2 separate regions of the Mus musculus genome follow, and region 2 is linked to region 1. Evidence: chromatin contacts called from public HiChIP or PLAC-seq data. All regions are on one chromosome and are shown on one strand. The core of a region is the stretch at or near the end of the contact, and the rest is flanking DNA. Distances in the headings are between cores, read along the strand shown.

Evidence for each region. HiChIP or PLAC-seq counts read pairs in DNA pulled down with a chosen protein or histone mark.
Region 2: a contact with region 1 is called in an H3K4me3 HiChIP or PLAC-seq map of embryonic basal ganglia, with 3 times the contacts expected there. The contact joins the promoter of Gbx2 here to the enhancer-like site in region 1. A contact is called at or near these places in 16 of 39 promoter capture datasets (the C10 cell line, the HPC-7 cell line, HPC-7-derived erythroid cells and 8 more), 2 of 15 datasets of contacts at CTCF or cohesin (both in embryonic stem cells), 76 of 484 Hi-C or Micro-C datasets (B cells, the BV-2 cell line, DN2 thymocytes and 34 more), 23 of 115 datasets of contacts at active chromatin or transcription factors (astrocytes, bone marrow-derived macrophages, craniofacial prominence and 10 more) and 6 of 9 other capture datasets (adipose tissue, embryonic stem cells, embryonic tail and 3 more).

Annotation. Positions count from the first base shown.
Region 1 is chr1:89,749,518-89,755,424 of GRCm38.p6, reverse strand. All of the region lies in intron 11 of Agap1 (ArfGAP with GTPase domain, ankyrin repeat and PH domain 1), which reads right to left. Among named protein-coding and RNA genes, the nearest start is that of 4933400F21Rik, 69 kb to the right of the region's middle. Within about 2 kb of position 4,329, at least 33 of the 459 cell types and tissues checked have an H3K27ac peak or open chromatin away from gene starts, as enhancers often do. A contact at or near this core is called in embryonic basal ganglia, forebrain, pancreatic islet and 1 more, where this site is marked.
Region 2 is chr1:89,928,608-89,933,863 of GRCm38.p6, reverse strand. It overlaps Gbx2 (gastrulation brain homeobox 2), which reads left to right and starts at 2,688. Exons shown (of 2, transcript NM_010262.3): 1 at 2,688-3,631; 2 at 4,721-5,256. The coding sequence starts at 3,109. The coding sequence ends at 5,244. LOC102637806 reads right to left here and starts at 1,789. Exons shown (of 4, transcript XM_030244408.1): 1 at 1,716-1,789; 2 at 1,178-1,255; 3 at 629-695; 4 at 1-245. The coding sequence starts at 1,759.

The DNA of each region.
Region 1 (5,907 bases), core at 3,080-5,579:
CCAAGGTTGCGTCCCGAGTCTTTTCAGGTGTGAGAGCCCCGGCCCTGCATGCTACGGCTCCCCTGCATGCTACGGCTCCCCTGCATGCTACGGCTCCCCTGCATGCTACGGCTCCCCTGCATGCTACGGCTCCCCTGCATGCTACGGCTCCCCTGCATGCTACGGCTCCCCTGCATGCTACGGCTCCCCTGCATGCTACGGCTCCCCTGCATGCTACGGCTCCTGTTTTGTAGACAGGTGCAATTCAACATGTTCACTACTAAGACACAGAGCTGGGATTATTCGCTGTAGGGTACATCTTTCTGTTACTACACTTTTCCAGTCTAGACCTTGGGGCAGTGAAGCATATCCGATTAACTAAATTCTCAGGATGACCACACTCAAAGTCAAAAGCCTAGAATTAGAGAAGCTGAAATGTTCCGTAAAATATGCAAATAGCTATTCCTAGTCTGATTTCTCTCTAGTTATTGTGCCAAAGGAAAATAACAAAAGCCTATTTTATTGCCTAAATTCCTTAAAACCAATTTTGCCAAATGAGGACCACGGGTTAAGTCCAGCACCATCACAGCGATAGGTCAGCATTTTATAAGCCACATGTAGATGTTTTACTTAGCTAGCACCATAGAAAAGATTTGCTATACATCCTTTAAAAAGCAATAAGCCTATGGTGTGCATGTGTGTAAGCACATGTGTGGCGGTCAGAAGAAGACAATCTGTGGAATTGCTTCCCCTCTTTTACCACATGGGTCCCAGAACTGAACTTAGGCTGCCAGGACTGGGGTAAGATCTGCAGAGCCCTCCTGTTGCCTCTGTGACACATCTTTGGCAGGAGCCGTTTTCTGATATTGTCACACAACCATTATCTTATTTTGAGATCCAGAACTTCAGCTTGTTGATTCACTGTAGGTAACTGGCATTACCGACTGGTAAGTCGTTCTCGCTGTTTCCTCGGTTTCCCATGGTTAGATAACACTCTGATAGACAACTTACACTTTTGGGCTTTCCTAGGATAACTCCTCAGAGGGGTCGGGGCCAGGGCTGCAGTGAGTGGTGTAGATCCACATTTCAGATCATTTTCTTTTTTTTTTTAAAGATTTATTTATTTATTTATTATATGAAAGTACATTGTAGCTGTCTTCAGACACTCCAGAAGAGGGAGTCAGATCTCGTTTACGGATGGTTGTGAGCCACCATGTGGTTGCTGGGATTTGAACTCTGGACCTTCGGAAGAGCAGTCGGGTGCTCTTACCCACTGAGCCATCTCACCAGCCCCCTCAGATCATTTTCTTAACAATCCCCCAAAGAGGACTGCCAATATTAGAACAATGCAGACCACAGTTTAAGAAAGAGATAAAATGAACGTGATAAGGCCAGCAATAAACAAGGAAGTGATCAGATTATGCATGGTACCCTGCGGCCAGCCGAGCCTCCCACCACCTTGGGAGTTGGCAATCTCATCAACAGTGGGTTCTCCTTTCCTTTATAGTTTATTTACTTAGTGTTTAGTAAAAGCTTAAAAGTGGCCAATTCTCCAGGATCTAGAGGGTCTGCATGCGCTCCTTGTGGGGTATTCTCCTAGTCCCAGGCAGTGCCTATGCTTGCTTCACTTCATGTGAGCTCATTAACTCACCCGGTGATGTCACTGAATACATTGGCCTGGGAGGAACTTAGCATTGGGACAACTAATTCACCGTGCTGTGCTGACGTGGCCAGAGGTGCAGCTTCTAAAAGGGGAATAGAGAAGAGAGAAGGACCACGAGTGTGGGACACAGGAGGAACTAGGACTGCTTTCTGGAAGTGGGCAACAGGGAGCGAGAGAGCAGCAAAGCTACTAGCACCCCATCCCAAGCAGCTAGCCTTCCTTGGGATGGATGGATGGATCAGAGCTTCGGCACAACTCAGGAGCTGGTGCTGAGCATCTCAGCTGAGTTTCCATCTAAGAGATGTAATTTGGAAATACATGTGTATTCCCAAGGCAAAGTCTCCACACACACACCACCCCCCCCCCCCCCGTACCAGCACTCAGAGTTCAACTGTACAAACCCTCCTCCATTTTGTCAACTGTCATGTGATTACTGGTACCTGCTGGAAAAATACTGTGGGTGCTCGAGGGAAACCATCACGAAGCTTGCTTGCTTGGCGGCAACCCACCTCAGGTGCAAGTAACATGACCAAATGTACATGCAGGGACAGAATCATTACACAAAGGGGTGTTTAAACTTGGGCTTTTTGTATAAACCAACAGCATACAGCCACAGTCAGAAAAGCAGTTTTACAAAACTTCCCAGGGTATTTCTTTATACCTGGTCCTTCTTATTAGGCTCAACTTCCAAAGAACCAAATGTTCAGTCTCAAGTGTCATGCCTAAGTGTTCTTTAATATATATATATGTGTGTGTGTGTGTATGTATACATACATATATATATATACATACACACATATTCACATACATATATATATATATATATACATACACACATATGTATTAACACATACAAATATTTTTTGCTTGCACCTATGCCCACCACAAGCATGCAGTGCCTGCAGCAGCCAGGAGAGGGCATCAGAACCCTTGGAACTGGAGTCACAGATGATTGTATGCTGCCATGTAGGGGCGCTAGGACCAAAACCTGGGTCCTCTGCAAGAGCAGTGAAGTGTCCTTAACCCCCAAGTCGTCTCTCCAGCGCCCTTTAAAACATACTTTTTTCCTTTATGTGATCAGTGCAACAGGTGTCTTTTGCACAAAATATACTTTGAGTTTACAGTACTTTTTTGAGGGGACTCGGCTATTGTCCCTCTAAGGGAAGGCATGGTGGCCCAGTGGCTTTACCATCCCCCACCCCATCCTCAATTCTTGTAGCACACACCTTATACCTAATGACGGCACAGAGCAGTTACGGATACTTGGGGTTAGCGTTAGCACAGGAATTAAGGCACTTGTGGGTTTTCCCCATGCTCTAGCTGTATTTCAGAACGATAAAACTGTCTGCGTGATGGGTCAATATAGAGCAACCAGCCAGCCAGCAGAATGGGACATGGCAAAGTACCAGAAGACTCTGAGTGCCTGTCCTGTGCCAGTGGGGAGAGGTAGGCAGATCCAACAAGCAACTCCCTCTGAGCTTCTCTCCAGCCAAAGCTGAGGTCTGCACACTGGCCTTTCCGTCTAGAAGGCTGCTGGGGCAGCAACTGGGACCATGGCTTCTGCCTGCCCTGGGCTTGTCTCCCTGGCATGTCCTATGGTTTCATTAGAGAAAGCACGGAGTCCATGCTCTGGAGGTAAAAAGTTTCTAGGGCCGCTTTTATTTACTTATAGGCTTACAGGTTGCTATAGAAATGAGTAGTTCAGGACCACAACATCCCTTGTATACCTTGCATGGAAATTCTAGAGAATTGGGTCACTTTGCCAAAACTTACACAAAATAATACTTTATCCATAGTTCAAGTTTCCAGGAAAAACCTTCCCAAGTTGGAAGCATACTCTCGTTTCTTTTTGAATTGCATCCCAACCATCTACAGCAGAAAGTCTGTTATTCAGAAGAAACTAAAAATGTCCTCTTCTTCATATTTATTACTTGTTACTCACATCATGAAAAAAAATAAAGAACCGTCACCAAACAATTATTTAATTGCCAAAATTTAATTACTGAATACCCATTACAACTTATTTTAATAAATCTGGCTTCCAGAAGCCAGGTATCATATGATAATTGGTATTTTTTTTTTAAAAAAGGAAAGTAATTTCTAATCAGTAGCTTCGGGTGACACGTGTTCTTGCATTCCTCTGAAGGGTATTTAGCAGAAGTGCCCATTTCTGTATCAGAGGGTGGAATGTTGTAACCAAAGTCCAACGCCTGGGGAATTGTGGGTGAGCAAGGAGGGCTAGGAGAGGTCCAGCTCTAGGACCTCGGGCCTAGTGCTGTCGTACAAACAGGCAGGGGACCGCGGACCCGCGCTGCCCACCCATACTCTGAAGTTATTAAAATGTTTTCTAGACCATTTGAAACTAAACAAAGAAAAACTTTGTCTCTCTGACACAACAACGGATCTCATTTGGACGCTGTGTTATTATTTTTTTTCTTTAATAGCTATTACCACTGTAACAGCAGCTTAGCGACTCCGTCTGCAGCGTGAGCAGTTTTGATAAACAGCCTCTGCGGGCCACACAACGGGGATAATGTATCCTTAAGTACCGCCAATGAGCTGCCATTCTGCACAGCCAATTACTTCTGTGCGTCTGTCACTCAAAGGAAAAATGACTGAGCCCATTAGATCAAACCTTTGTCACTGTTCCTAATGCACTCTTAGGCCTCATTAATCTCCGGGAGCAGCAACAGAGCCGCCGGTGCCTCGCCGCCTCCCCCGAACAGGCCCACGTGAAGCCTCTCATGTCTCCCCCAAGTGCGCGCGTTAATCAAGCTCTCCTTATTGCCCCGGTCCCTGTCACGGAGGAGAGCGCTCCCTCTTAAATGCTCTCATTATGACCCATCCTTAGAGCCGGCTAAGTGGAAAAAAAGAGAGAGGGAGCGAGGGAGGAAGAGGACGGGAGTGAAAGAGAAGAGAGCAAGTCCAATCCCATTAATATTCATGACAATAATTAGTATTCTAGGTCACTGAATATTCATGCTATTAGTTTGGTTTTTTTATGGGTTTTCTGGATGTCCTGATTGCTGAAGTGTGGAGAAAACAGCATGGCTGAGAATGTCGATGTCAACGGCAGTTCAATACTCCAAACACATTCCCGTCCACCCTCCCCCACCCACCGTACTCAGAGCATCATCAGCACAGCCCTCCTGCGGGCTGGCCTGCCTCCAACTGCTGGGGACCTCAAGTGGGGGAGGCGGAGGAAAAGGGGTAAGGGTTCCTCTTACAGAGGTCGAGGTGCCAACCTGGGTAGAATGAAAAAGAAAAAAAAAACCGTAATTGCAGAAACCCAACAAAGACACATGCTACGAGGACAGGAAGATAAGATGTGGTCCCAGAACAAAGATGTCGAAGCCAGAAGTCACGGACAAATTGAAGTCAAGGTACGGAAAGGGGAGAGGTCTCCATGGAGATCCCAAAGAACACTTCCCAGGCCACCTAGCATGGCCACCTAATTAAGTATTTAGTGGGGGACGGTCTAGGTATGTCATCTGTCCACTAGCAGGTACTTGAAAGGCCAACTCAAAAACATCATTTGGCCACCCTTCCCCCACCCTACCTTGTCAGGAACCAATGATAAGGCCCTGGAAGTCACAGAGACCAAGAGCACAGGGGTTAGAGTCAGGGAAGCTGAGGCAGAGGGCGGGGATGGGGTCCAGTGTTATATTTCTGATTCCAGAGTGGCTACTCTTAGCTATAAGCTTCTCTGTTTTGTATAGAGACATCAGATAACCCCAGGGCTGATACAATTTTATCTAGGTCACATGTGTGTAGATAGATTTACCAAACCAGGTTAGCTAAAAACTCATTAAAGAAAACATGTAAGGGTATTTCAACTCTTTCTTTGGATGGATTTTAGGAATTAAACTTGGGGAGACTGTCAAGATGCAGCTACTGATAAATCCTGGTTACCATGGCAACTGAGGGTCCCTCCCATAAGCTCCCTGCTAAAGAACAGAAATGAAGCTTTCCCTGGGCATCCTGAGGGGAGCCACCTCAGAAAAGGGAAAGATGTGTCATGGAAAGGTTTTTTGCCAAATGTGAATTTTTTTTTTTTTTTTTTTTTTTTTTGCTGGAGTGGGTCTTTACTTTTTTTTCCCCCCCAAAACATATTCAGACAGAAATATTCTCTCTTCAACTAATGACATTGGTAGCCAACCAATGACATTTTAAAAATTATTATTTCTGTTCTTACTGGCTGTCAACAATCAAGCTCAGAGTTGGCTTCTAGAGGTCAGGGTTATCTGTTCTGAGAAGGGTGCGCT
Region 2 (5,256 bases), core at 1,439-3,938, 180 kb before region 1:
GAATTCGAAGGACAGATGCGCGTACCTGTCGTTCCTAGTGCATTAATCTCTTCAGCGCAGTCGGGACTCCGAAAGCTTCTGTCGTCCGTCCGCAGCCCCCAGGCGCGCAGCGGGTTTTTGTTTTTGTTTTGGTTTGGTTTTTTGGTGGTTTTTTTTTTTTTTGCACGTAACTGAAGTGTCCCGGAATGGATCTTGTCAATCACGTCAAAACATAAGGATCCTTTTACGATGCAAACAGTCATTTTCTAAGCAGTTAATAAGCATTAGATGAGAAAAATATTACTGCAAGCATTCGAGAAAAGCCCACTAGTAAATAAAATTCGTATTGATGAAAAATTATCTGAACTCACTAATAAAAGATTAGCATTATAACTCCTGCAGTCAATACTTTTCGTGGCAATTTATGGACACAAATAATATGCCATCAAATTACTTCAAGTGTGTCTATAATTCAAGGGACCTCAATCTTGTTGCTGAACTTTAAGTATGGAATTACTAAAATAGCCAAAGGGATCCTTGTCTCTCCCTGTGGCCAGGCGACAGAAGTCTCTACAATAATTTTTTTTTTTTTTACAGTGAAAGTGCAAAATGGAAGGCAGGAGAGTCAGGTGAATGAGTAACTGCTCACCCAGTCCTCTTGCAGGCAAGCACGAAGGTCCCTGGCTGCGGTTGCGTAAATCAAGGAAGCGGTTATTCTAGAAGTTGAGGAGAGGGGATAACAACAAGGTAGTGGCATTGAAGACTGTCACTGTAGGTATCTCATAATAAGAGGGAGTATTTATTATGCTCATGAAGAAACCAGCCTTTTGCCTTGGGCTTCGATTAACTTCTTTTGTGGGCAAACAGGGACTAGAGCTTGGGTATCCCACAGACACCTCCTTCCCGTGTATCCCAAAGAGAATTAATTTCCCCTCACACTGCCTAAGCCATCTCGAGTTCTGGGCGTGAAGTGAAGGGATGCAACACAGGCAGCGCCCTAATGAATTCCTTTCAAACCGCCTGCTGCCGAAACCATCTATTACTGCGGCCCGGAGAGGGGAAAGGCGTTTGAGATGTCTTTGTCCGGGTGATGGAGGGGAGGGGAGGGGACACTGGTGGGGGAGGAGGACGGCTGGCAGCCGGGCCAGCGAGTTTTCTTCTGGCCAAGAGATGCAAAGGACTCATCGTCCCCTCTTACCTCTCTGGGTGGGCAGTTGCTCTCTGGCAAGATTCTTGGCCCGAGAAGATCTCTAGGATTGAGACGTCCCCGGGGGACCTTGGGGTTAGAGCGGGAGAAAGAGGAAGACCGAGAAAGAAGAGCTTCAAAGAATCGGGTCGATAAATTCATAAAGATCGATTTATCTTTATCTCCCAATTAAATGTGCTTGTGATACATAACACACGTCCAACATGAGCCAACTCCCCAGCCAGAGCTCTTCCGGGTGAACTGATTTTTTAATGACCTATATAACAATGCCCTCCTTTGCTCCTTGGCCTGGTGCTGTCAGCAGTTCCGAAAGGACGTCTAGACCAAGGAATCTGAAGAACAGGCAGGGGGACCCGAGGAAGCCCAACGCGCTTGGCAGGATCTGCCTTCGCCACGAAAGGATCCCATTTTAAAAGGAACACAAGATTTGAAAGTTTGTTTCAACATAAGAAAAGATGACCAGAAATGCCTACTTTCCTTTCGCCGCAATCCCTCCAATCTCCTAACCCCCAAATTCCCGGCTTTTTACCATTGTCGAGAACAGGGGAAATATCTTGAGGGACTCAGCTCCATCCAGCAGTCCGCAAAGGGGAACCGCGTGCCCAGGAGTCCTCGCGCTGCGCAGAGCCAGGGTGAGAGCTCCCTCCGTTGCCAACGTGCTTAATTAGTGCCTATTTACAAAACGCAGCTTTTATTTGAGCAAACATCATAAAGCTTTCATCAGGATAATCTCACGTTATACAATCCAGAGGCGTCGCAACCCCCCCCCCCATTCCTCCCTGAAGATGGAGCAGATAAAAGACTCGCTTTATTATCATAATTATCGTGGCTGTTATTTTGGTGTACGCTGGCAAAGTGGGTAAATAGGTGCGATGATTAAGAATGTCATGAAAAATGAGCAGGGATCGCTCACGGAGGGCCCAACCAGGAATGAGGGAGACCACCGCCGGCCGCCCCGCTGCCACCAGCGGGCCGCAAGCAACCATTCAGCTTCCGTGTCGTGTGAGCAAGGGCTGACAGGCCCAGGCGCACCTCTGGGAGCAGACCTGCAGAGGCAAGACCTTAAACGCTATCCGGAGACCTTGCCCGGACCCTTGGCACAACCAGAGCGCCCCTGGTTAAGGTGAGCATCACACAGGGTTCTGCTGTAGTAAAACACTCCCGGCCCATCGGTGGCGGGTGCCAGTTCCAAGCCGCCTCTCATGAGGCCTCCACAGGGATGCCAGGGACTCTAGGGTCTGAGTCGGGTAGGTAGCAAGGGTCCCTCTTAAGTTTGCTCCGCGCGGTGCAAAGGCTCCAGCTCCCAGGCCAGCACGCTCCAACCGTGGCGCCGGTAGCCCATTTGCGGCCCGCCTGGGTGAAGGGGGCGGAGCCCTAATTTCGCCCCGCCTTCCCCTGAATAGCAAATAGGAGTTGGTGCTCGGTCCCACGTGACACGAGCTCCGCTGGGCAGCTGGCAAAATGTGAATGAGAAAGAGGAGCGCGATTTAAAGGTGCTGGCGGCGCCCGCCAGAGACAAGTGCGCCGGCTTCGCGCGCTCCCCAGCCGCCCGTGGGAGACGACGGACTGCAGGACGGACAGACGGACGGACGCACGCACTGCTGGTAGCTGGGCCGAGACCTGCAGACGCGAAGCGCGCGCGTTCCGACGGGCTAGCAGCCGGGAGCGGTTCCGGCGAACGCGAGGTCCCCGGCGCCCTCTCCATCCCGGGCGCACGGCCTCATCGCGCTCGGTGGCTGCACCCGTGCAGGCCGGGTATGCTGCGGGTCCTGCACTGAGGGGCGGCGGCGGCGTCTGCGCTCTGGGCACCGCTCAGCCCCTGCCCGGAGTTCCCGGTGGTACTCCCAGCGTCCGGAGGGCTTCCAGGCGGCGGCGGGACACGGGGACTTTTCGTCTCTCCCTGGCTTCTCCCGAACGCGTCTATGAGCGCAGCGTTCCCGCCGTCGCTGATGATGATGCAGCGCCCGCTGGGGAGTAGTACCGCCTTCAGCATAGACTCGCTGATCGGCAGCCCGCCGCAGCCCAGTCCCGGCCATTTCGTCTACACCGGCTACCCCATGTTCATGCCCTACCGGCCGGTGGTGCTGCCGCCACCGCCGCCACCGCCTCCCGCGCTGCCCCAGGCAGCGCTGCAGCCCGCTCTGCCGCCCGCGCACCCTCACCACCAGATCCCCAGCCTGCCCACCGGCTTCTGCTCCAGCCTGGCGCAGGGCATGGCGCTCACCTCCACGCTCATGGCCACTCTGCCCGGCGGCTTCTCTGCGTCGCCCCAGCACCAAGAGGCGGCGGCTGCCCGCAAGTTCGCTCCACAGCCACTGCCCGGAGGCGGCAACTTCGACAAAGCCGAGGCGCTCCAAGCGGATGCGGAAGACGGCAAAGCCTTCTTGGCCAAGGAGGGCTCGCTGCTCGCTTTCTCTGCGGCCGAAGCGGTGCAGGCGTCGCTCGGTGAGTCGGCGGCGCGCGCAGCCGGAACGCGGGGACGGGAGGGAGTGGGGGCGGGCCAGCTCCGGGTTCCCGCCGAGACCCGGGGGACGAGGCCGCGCCCCCGCCCGACCTCTGCGGGAATAGCTGGAGGAGTTGCGGTGATGCCCACCGGAGCTTTCCAATGGGGCATTTAACGCCAAGCAACAAGCAGGATCCTGGGGAAAGGAGGCGTTTAGAGCTCTCCTGCTAGCTACTCCAGGCCACACATCTGGTGGCGTGTTTGGCACACACACACACACACACACACACACACACACACACACACACACGCTGTGATTATTGAGGGTCCTTGGTGTGTTGCAACCTTAAAGAGAGGCCTTATTGGGCTGGTTTTTTTCTTTTTTCAGTTGCATATGTACCCAATAGAGTCCAGACTCAAATATCTTCACTGGGTTCTCTGTTCATCCAAGAGAATCAGATTCCTGCGAGACTCTCTCTCTCTCTCTCTCTCTCTCTCTCTCTCTCTCTCTCTCTCTCTCTCTCTGTGTGTGTGTGTGTGTGTGTGTGTGTGTGTACATGCACGCACTAGGAACTCTAGGGTGGAAAACTTCTCCTAAGGAGACACAAATGATATGTCTCAAGAAAGCTGCGGGCTGGCATCGGCCCTACACCACTCACATCTGCTGTGAAATTGAGGCTCACTTAATTTTAGTTGTTCAGATGGTGGTGGGGAGGATCATGAACTCCCCCTTGGTCTTCAAACAGTCCTGGACCCCAGGGAAACAAAGGGGATATTCTCTTGGGCCTCAGGTCCGAGCAGCATCCTGATACTTAAGCTGTTAGAGGCTGGGAGGGTGAGCGGGAGACATGGCAGCCCCTTGAGTGATGGTTCTGGGCAAAGGGCCGTCGCCTCTACTGTCTCCTCCTCTCCTTTGAGCTTTTTCTCACGCTCCCCCCACCCCCTTCCTCAAAGGCCAGGAAATCGCAATGTGTTAATGTGGTAGAAAGACAATCTGCTGGGGGGAGATAGGGGTGAGGTGCCCAAGTGGGAAGGGACTGGGGAAGGCAGTGTTCAAAATGTAATAAAATGCCGTTTGGTTTTGCTTTCAGTCGGGGCTGTCCGAGGGCAAGGGAAAGACGAGTCAAAGGTGGAAGATGACCCGAAGGGCAAGGAGGAGAGCTTCTCTCTGGAGAGCGATGTGGATTACAGCTCAGATGACAATTTGCCTGGTCAGACTGCTCATAAGGAAGAAGACCCCGGCCACGCACTGGAGGAGACCCCGCAGAGCGGCGGTGCAGCAGGCAGCACCACGTCCACAGGCAAGAACCGGCGGCGGCGGACTGCCTTCACCAGCGAACAGCTGCTGGAGCTGGAGAAAGAATTCCACTGCAAAAAGTACCTCTCCCTGACCGAGCGCTCACAGATCGCCCACGCCCTCAAACTCAGCGAGGTGCAAGTAAAAATCTGGTTCCAGAACCGCCGGGCCAAGTGGAAACGTGTCAAGGCAGGCAACGCCAATTCCAAGACGGGGGAGCCCTCTCGGAACCCCAAGATTGTCGTCCCCATCCCTGTTCACGTTAGCAGGTTCGCTATTCGAAGTCAACACCAGCAGCTGGAGCAGGCCCGACCCTGAGGGCCCAGCCAG